2 separate regions of the Gossypium hirsutum genome follow, and region 1 is linked to region 2. A link is a contact called in public Hi-C data. All regions are on one chromosome and are shown on one strand. The core of a region is the stretch at or near the end of the contact, and the rest is flanking DNA. Distances in the headings are between cores, read along the strand shown. Region 1 has its middle 5.8 kb from the start of LOC107937810. Region 2 holds the start of LOC107937822 (dual specificity protein kinase YAK1 homolog).

Region 1 (4,502 bases), core at 654-3,153, 35 kb after region 2:
TGGGCCCACATGCCTTTCCTATCCAACCCATGCAACCCACACGACTAGACACACACTTGCATGACTTACACAATCGGGTACACGACCAGACACACACCTGAGTGGCGACAACTGCCATTTTATATTTCGCACAATTTCACTGATTTTCAGGTTTAAAGTTACACACCTGATCGTTTTTGAGATGTTGGCACAACAACAACAACCAAAATTCTGCACACAACATCCACAACTTGAACAATTATCAAGAACACCATAATTGAGCTAGATATTTGACCCTTACACAATTAAATAATTTGAACTTAACGCAATAGAGCAATCGACTCTTGCCAAAATTTACACAACCAACCCCTAACTAAGGTATTCGACCACTTACCCAAAGAAGAATTAGTTTTTGAGACCCTCAATTTGTCAAAGGAATATTTGTTACATGATCTTCGCCTAACAGAATTATAAAAACGGTCAGACCATGCACCAAACAACTAACCAAAAGACCACTAACCTTCCATAAGAAACAAATAAAACTACATCACTAAAAGAAGTACTACTACTCTTACTAGAGATGTAACGCCCTAATTGAAACACTTTAACCCCACATGACCAACACCAAAATTAGGGAATAACATCAACACAAAAGTTGAGACTTGAACGACAGCAAGCCAATAACAAGGGACGACAAAAGGGAAAGTTAACAAGAAGACAAAGTGAAATTGTGGGGAAATGCCATAAGAAGAAAAGAAAACAGAGGGAGAGAACGATAAGAGAGAAAAAAAATCAATAAACAAAAGTGTCAAACGAAAAAAAAAAGAAAATGGGAGAAGTAGGGCAATGGAGCGGAATGAATCAAGGGAGAGATTTGTAGAGAATAATTCTAAAAAAATTTAAAATTTATAACAATATCCTAACCTATCAAATTTATCAGTTAACACAATCTGGTGGTTGCATTTGACCTACATTCTGACAACATAGGTGGCACAGCAAAGGAAAAGCAAAAATAATTTTTACTTTTGCATACAATAAGTTTCAAACTTGAGACTTAAAAGTAAGCTAAGGCTTTACCACTAAATCAATATGCTTAGTCTTGTTAACAAATATACAAAAAATAAAGATAAACTAGGTGCAACTAGTTAGATATAGGGAAAAAATAATCAAAATTCAAGGCAATAGAATTGAACACAAGTCCTCAAACATACCTCTAGATCACTAAACTACTAAACCAAATCAACTTACTTGACACATTTAAGCAATTCAAAACTTAAGAAACTTGGAACTTTACAGTACCTTAAGTGCTAATTTAAATTTCTTAATCATTTACCCCATTAAATTATTTATATGTAAAATAGTTTTAATTTTCTAATAGTGCAAGTTATCCAATAAAAAATAAGGTTATATGTACTTTACCCCTTGAACTTATCCAAGAGTACCTAGTTGATACTTGAACCTTTTTTTGTACGAAGTTGGTACTTGAATTTGTATTCTGTCACACACATTGTCCCAAGTTATTAACAACATTAATTTTTTAACGGTTAACATGTAGTTTGGCTCTAAACTTGTACAAAATTACTAGTTGATACTTGAACTTGTCCAAAAAATTATACTTTTTAAAATTAATTTATATCCACCACGTGCCATATTAAGAGGTTATCATGTGTTACTATAAGATTGGTCATCAGTGTCATGTCAGAATAAACTAAAGGTGTTAATGCAATGTATCAACTTAGATGACGAAATACTAGTTCAAGTACGAATTGAATACAGAAAAAAAGTTCAAGTACCAACTAAATACTTTTGAAAAAAATTTAGGGGCAAATTACATATTAACCCTAAACATATATAACAATCCAACCTTAGAGTTCAATGGGCCACAAAATGGAGCCCATAATTCTACAGACTAAGCGGGACTTAACTACAAACCCACAAATCAATAATTAAAGTGGCCTTTAAAAATCACAACTACAAGTTGGCCTAAACGACTTGCAAATGATTTACGTTTCTTTTTGTCTCATTTATTATGGAAAACGGGCTTTAAAATTAAGTATTGGGCCTTAAGATTTTGTTAGAGAAAAGTTTTTTTTTCTTTTTTATCCTGCTCTGACAAAATTTCAATTTAGACTTGTTTTAATTTAGATGGTCATATGAAACATGGATAAAATAAATAATTTTATTTATGTTAATCTAATAATGAAACATGGGTGGTTATATGGCAATTTTTTAATTTGGACATGTTTTAATTGTCGGAGCAGGATAAAAAAAATGTTGTTAATAACTTGAGACAATAGATGTGACGGAATATAAATTCAAATATAAACTCTAAACTTTAGACACTAAACCCTAAACTCAAATTCTCTATCTCCCTTTACGTCTTCCCTAATTATATTACTCCATAGTCATCGTTACTACCATCAATATTGCTTTTTATTTTATATTTTTAATTAAAAGAATATATTAATCAAATAATGAAGCATGGATGGTTTCCAATGTACGTATAAATGCTTAATGTGCTACAATCTATATATAGGCTATCCATGCTTCATTTAATATATTCTTTTAATGAAAATAATAAAATAAAATGCAATATTGATAATAGTAACAATGACTATAGATTTGTCTCATTGGGTTTTCTTAGTAAAGTTTTTAACGAGGGCAGTATATTATGTGTATTATAGATATGTGTATTTTTTTTCTTTCACTAGGATTTTTTTTCCTACAAGGCTTTTATCTTAGTAAGGTTTTAATGAGGCACATTATCTACCAATGGAGATCTAAGGGGGAATGTTATGAATATCTTATCAAGTGGATGTCCATCAAAATCAAGATAAGTTTTGATGTACTTTAAATTCTTATAATAATTAAAAGTAGATCTCTACCTCATTTATACTTTTTATACCTATAAATAGAGACTTTAGAGAAGATTTATAAATAGTCTGATTGATTAATAAAATACGCTCGGTCATTCTATTTATTCTTTACTTTCTATTCTTTTTATTTTATAACAAAATTTAATTTATTTAGGATATAAATTTCAAACAAAATGTAAAAAAAAATTACATAAAGGTGTTGCCGGCCATTGGCAGGCCACCACAAAATTTTTTTCTTTTTTTCCCTATATACTAGTATCATACGATTTTAAAAAAATACACTGGTTTCGGCCATTGACAGGCCAGAACCAAAAAATTCATTTTTTTAAAGTCTGACACAATTATCAAGCAATCATGGGTCCAAAATACCAGGTGGTACTGGCCATTGACAGGCCACAACCCTATTTTACTGTTCATTTCAAGTTGTTTTGGTGATTATTTTTAAACCTAAGTTATTTTTGTAAATATAAAATTTTTTTAGATTATTTTGGTAAAATAGCCCCATTTATCAATTCTATACAATAAATAAAAAAAATATTGTTCATTTACTTAAGAGTTAAATATAAAATTAGTATCTGAACTTGTCTATTTCTTTTAGATTGATATATAAAGTTTTTTGTTCCAAATTGGTACCTAAATTTTTTTTCCATTAACTATATTAATATTCGAATCTAACACTGTTAACTCTAAAACAGGTGGCAGTATCAGATAATGACACCTGTCATTAGTGACATCATGGTGATGTAATTATTTTCCTTTTCTTTCATTTTTCTATTTTTTTTCTATTTTTTACCCTTCCATTTTTTCTTTCTGTCTTCTCTTTCCCCCATTTTCTCTTTTTCTTGTGTCATCTCCACTGCCGTCGTCGTCGTTGATATGAATTGCCACTCTTCGGTATGAGCGATCACCGTCGTCGTCTTCTTTTCTTTTTTCATTTTCCCTCTGTTTCTTCCCTTTTTCTTTTCTTCTTATTCTTTTTCCTACCCAGATTTTGTTGATTCTAGTGAACCCAAATTTTGTTCGATAGAGAGTTGTAGCCTGTAGGGAGATCATCGCCGCTATCTACGGTGGTTACACAGTGGCAGAATTTTGTACAGGCGATTAAGGAGAGAGTTAAAGTGAACATGGCACAGAAAATGAATCCGTAAAATGGCGAGGCTTGGCCAAAAATTAGAGACGGTGTCATCGAAACTTGCATCGTTGTGGCTATTGGAGATAGATTCTGCATCACCAATGAAAAAATGAAAAAAAAAAGAGGAATTAGGAACTGATTAAGTTTAACTGATTCATTGCAAGAAATTTTGTATCTAAAAAATTTCCCTGAAAACTTATTGCTTTGCTATTGCCGTTTTTTAGCTGCAAATTTTTGTATTAATTTGAAAGGGGGCTTAAAAGGCAAGTCATTTGAGGCAAAGGGAATACCATGCTTTTCTTTATAATCTTACGTTTTGTGCGTTTTATCTTCATGTCTGCATCTTTATTTTCAATCGGATTTAAGATCAAAATGAGCATAAAAGTCCAAATTTGTAGCAGATTAATTGGTTGTTCCAAGCTGTTTTATGTTACCCCCCAAAGTTTGTTGAACAAAAATGGTTGGTTGTAATATGCTATTTTTGCTGAATAATTAGTGCCTCATTGCTTGGATTT
Region 2 (4,549 bases), core at 1,357-3,856:
GCATTTTGCAGAGGTTGCAAGGAAACAGAAACAAAAAGTATTCTCTGGTGCTAGACTTAAGTAGAAAGATACAAGCTCAACAGATAGATTGAAATTTTAAAACAGAACATCTCAAGGAGGAGATAAGTTAAGGGAGGAATGGCAGTTTGAATTTGTAAAATAATCAAAAATAATTATTACCCGAGCTTCACAAACCCAAAATTCCATATGCACACTCGTGTACAACTAATTCTAGCATGCCGAATTCAAGGTTCACAAGCCAGAAACTAACAGAAACTAACTACGCAGGCGTTTTCCAGTGGCTTAGAAGAGCTAACCACATGAATAGAAACAAAACTACATATAAAACTGATCTATATATCCGACATATCACATTTAAAAATAGTCTAGGATCAAGTAGCTACCTTCAGCAATACAATGGAAGTTTTAGCAAAAGAAAAAGAATAACCATCCTTTTCCCACCATTAAGAAAATCCAAAATGCACATGTGAGGTCAATCCGCAAAGAAATTAAAAGAAATACTTCAAAAATTATAGTTCAACATCATGGAAAAATCATAAAAGTAGTAACAAACCTTCGCTGTGTTTCTAAATTGATCAAGACAAAATTCACTGTTAGAATAAGATCTGAGTTCACATTGTCATAGCCATCGTTGAGGACACCAACAGATGGGCTAGTCAAAAACCGCTTTGGATTCAATTCTTCTGAATATTTAAATTGTGAGTTGCATATTTGGTACGTTTCAATTATGTCCTTTGTCAGTCTTGCCACCAACTGCACAGTTAAAGCTGCATGTCAGCACAAAGATTTGCCTTATATGAGTCCATGCATCCTGCAAGGGTTCTCCTTTTCCTTTTCTTTTGTACTTCTTGGGTGTAAAAGATATACAAAATCATATGGAAAACCCAAGCAAGATCTATTTCGTATTTCATATTCAGCAATATGCCAATAAATTTTTACAGTACAAAATTCAGTGCCAACTCTTTAGTGCGTAATCTCATACTTCCTCAAACAGCGATCACATTCAGACATTGAAACATGAATGTCGAAAATAAGACAAGAATAGACAACATTATGCACAAGGCAAAAAAGAGGTATTTGATAATAGATCATTAAGTGGCTAGGAGGAGAATATCCATATTGGTAAGGGCAGTGTCAGGACAGGATTTAACAACCCAACAGGTGAATGACAAACAAATAACCATCCATGCCCTCATCAAGACTCGTATTGTTCAAGGAGTCTCTGCTCCCTAGTTTATCTTTTTAATGGACATCATAAATCAGTCCGAATTGTATTATCTCGAGGCTTGTCAGAGTAGATAGAGCTTGGGATCTAAAACCAATTCAGTAATCTTACTATGCTAATATAATATCAATACATTGCATTCTTCTACTGGGATGCAATTTGACCACCTATTCAGCTTAAGCATTCAGACATGGCACATTATAGTTACCAAAATAAGTAAACATTTCCCATTCATGTTCACAGCTTTCTATGATGTATTTGCAAGTAGTGAAGCATTTACCCTGCACATGGAGAGTGGAGACAATAAGGAACAGTCTCTTCTGACCTCTACATTGCTTATATGTTTACAGTTTACATATGCTTTCCTTATGCTAAACAGAATCACTAATCAAACCACAACTAAAACCAGCTGAACATCAGTAAATCAATAACAATTTAAACTCAAACCCAAATGAAAAGCTCCTGAGCTTTCAACACGTTTCAACATGCCAAAGAAATACCTTACAAACTTTTGAACTAAAAATGAGCAGACAATTAGAAAAAAGAGAACTTACAGGCCTCCTGACAACAACACGCAGCTTTCTATCAGCTTCGTTTCTAGTTGAGTAAGGCCAAAAAACCAGCTGCCTCGGCCTCCACCGCATAGCAGAGCCTTCATCGGAGCCCGATTCTGAGGTCCTCGGAGGCTCTCCTTGATTACTAGGACCAACTTCATCCATAGCTATCCTCCAGAAAGAATCAACGTTTTCTAACCCCAAAATTTACCATCATCCCCAATAGCTCCATTAAAGAAGAAACCACTCAAAATACCATAAAAGCAAGAAAAACCCCAAATTTCATCAGCAATCGGATTGTAGTCAAGATTGAAACTAGTTATTTTTCAAAGACCAATCAGCTAACTCAAATCCCATTCCTTTTTTTTTTACATTAATTCTATTATTCAAAACCTAAAGACAGAAGAATCAGAAAACTGGAGACCCAGGGTGATCCAGATATGATAAAAGAACAACCCAAAATTTGATTAAAATAAACAAAGGATTGAAATTTTTCATATATTATAAATAAATAAAAATGCAACAAAACCCCCCACAAAAAGTAGATTTTAACAAAATAACCCGAAACTTAGATTATAAAGAAGAAATGCGAGAAAGAAAGATGGAGAGATGAAGAAATAGATAGAAACAGAGAGTTTCTTTTTTTGGTTCTAAGGACAAAGGCACCGTGCTTCTTCCTTTCTACCTCCCAATAGGAGGTTTTTTTTTTTTTTTTTTTGCCTTTTTAGATTTTTCTTTGATGACTGGCGTTGAAACACTGTACAGTGGCATTTCCCTTATTTATTTATTCCATTCTATTATTTCTGTAAATTTGTTATTCATCGATGTTTCCTTTTAGATTTTATCATTTTATGTCCTTTTTTTATTGGCAGTAAATGTGTTTGGAATTTATTTATTTATTTATTGGATTTCTTTTTCTTTCTAAAATTGAAAATTACTATTTATCAAATAAAAAAGGTTTTTATTTATATTTAATATAAATCTAAAATTTTATACAAACACCGAAACTAACAACACATTTTCAATTAATCCAAAATAATTTTTAATATTTTATAAATCTCGGTTTGATTTTATTCACACTAGTTTAATTTTGCACATTTAATCCCTACAATCTAAAGTTAAAATTTTAACCTTTTTTTATTTTTCAATTTAAAATCTTACTTAAATCATCATTTCTATTAGTAATTTTTGTCAAAAAATTTTAATTAACATGTATATATTATGTTAATTATGTCACGTCAAAATTAAAATTAAAAATTTTTAATAAAAAATATTTAGTATAAATGATTAAATTGATATTTTAAATATAATAATTAAATCTCAAAATTTATCTAAACATTTCAACTTTTTTTATTTATTACTTTGGTTTTTTTTTATTTAAATGAAATCATTAAGTAATAAATGTTAAATTAGAGTAAAATAGTGAGAGGGAAAATTAAGAACAGAAGGTGGTTCATTGTCTGAATCCAATCCAAAAAATGTTTCAAAACATTAATTAAGACATGTTGATGATGTCCTTTTTAAGGTTTTTATTTTAGTGGTTCAAAAAGAAAATACAATTTCTCTCTATACATATGGTAAGTGTTTAGGTTGGATCAAGAAATAGGTAGATTTATACCTTTAGTCATTAAACTAATTTTACTTCCATTAGAAATTTAAGGACTTTAATAGGTAAAAGTAATAGATTAAGGGCTTATTTAAGGTTAAATTATTTTATTAGTCCTCGTACTTTTTGAAAGTTGTGAATTTAATCCTCGTACTTTAAATTGGTTGATTTTGAAACTTTAGTGTCGACTCAAACGATAGCAGTAAATTTTATTTGGTTAAATTCAATTACTAGTCGTGTCCATATTCTCCAATTGGATCTTCTAAATCCATATACTTTTTCAAATTTTGAAATTTCAGTATTGACGCAAATGACAATTATTAATCTACCAATTGGATTTTTAGTGAGTAATTTGTGGAAACAACAAGTGGACATGACATTACATATATGATGACATATTTGTCACATCCAATTTTGGAAATAACAAAACTTAATGAATTTAACAACTATTGCTTGGTGAGGACTAAAGTTTTAAAATTTTAAAAAGTACAAGAACTAAAAAAGACCAAATTAAAGTTCAATGACTAAATCCACAATATTAGTAGAGTACAAGGACTAAAAATAATCAAATTAAATTACATTGACTAAATTCACAACTTTCGTAAAGTGCAGGGACTAATAGCAGAGTTTAATCCTTATTTAACTACAAAAATAGTAGCTTAAGGACTTTTTTTGACATATTAGCCCCAAAACGCATGATTTGTTTTAAATTTAACATAATATAACATTTAGCCTTCAATGTTTACATTTTTTGTCAACGTAGCCCTTATTATTTTTTTAGCTAAAATTGACCATCAACCTTTTAAAAAAAAATCAAATCACTTTTTTAACTAAAAATTAAAATTTTTAATGATGTTGGAGTGACAATCCACATGTCTTCATACTGACATGACACTATGTATCTCATATACCACGCCAATAAATAATTTTAAAATTATAAAAAATTCAAAAAAGTAATAATTTAGAAATTTAATATATATTTCATAAAAAATAAAAAATTACAATGAGTACATGTTTAAAATTTTAATGTTAAATCAATATTTCAGTTAAAAAACAAGGTTAATAGTCAAATATGACCCCTTTTTTTTAGGTTGAGGGTTAAATTAAGCTTTAAAAAAAGAATAAGGTCCAAATTGATAAATG

Evidence for each region. A called contact is a pair of places that touch in the nucleus more often than the background predicts.
Region 1: a Hi-C map of leaf shows a contact between it and region 2, with 1.9 times the contacts expected there. The contact joins the enhancer-like site here to the promoter of LOC107937822 in region 2. A contact is called at or near these places in 4 of 34 Hi-C or Micro-C datasets (hypocotyl, leaf and seedling).

What each region holds. Positions count from the first base shown.
Region 1 is chrD13:54,876,593-54,881,094 of Gossypium_hirsutum_v2.1, forward strand. No RefSeq gene overlaps it. Among protein-coding and RNA genes, the nearest start is that of LOC107937810, 5.8 kb to the left of the region's middle. Within about 2 kb of position 1,904, at least 1 of the 9 cell types and tissues checked has an H3K27ac peak or open chromatin away from gene starts, as enhancers often do. A contact at or near this core is called in leaf, where this site is marked.
Region 2 is chrD13:54,840,702-54,845,250 of Gossypium_hirsutum_v2.1, forward strand. LOC107937822 (dual specificity protein kinase YAK1 homolog) reads right to left here and starts at 2,607. Exons shown (of 18, transcript XM_041109161.1): 1 at 1,801-2,607; 2 at 575-774. The coding sequence starts at 1,965.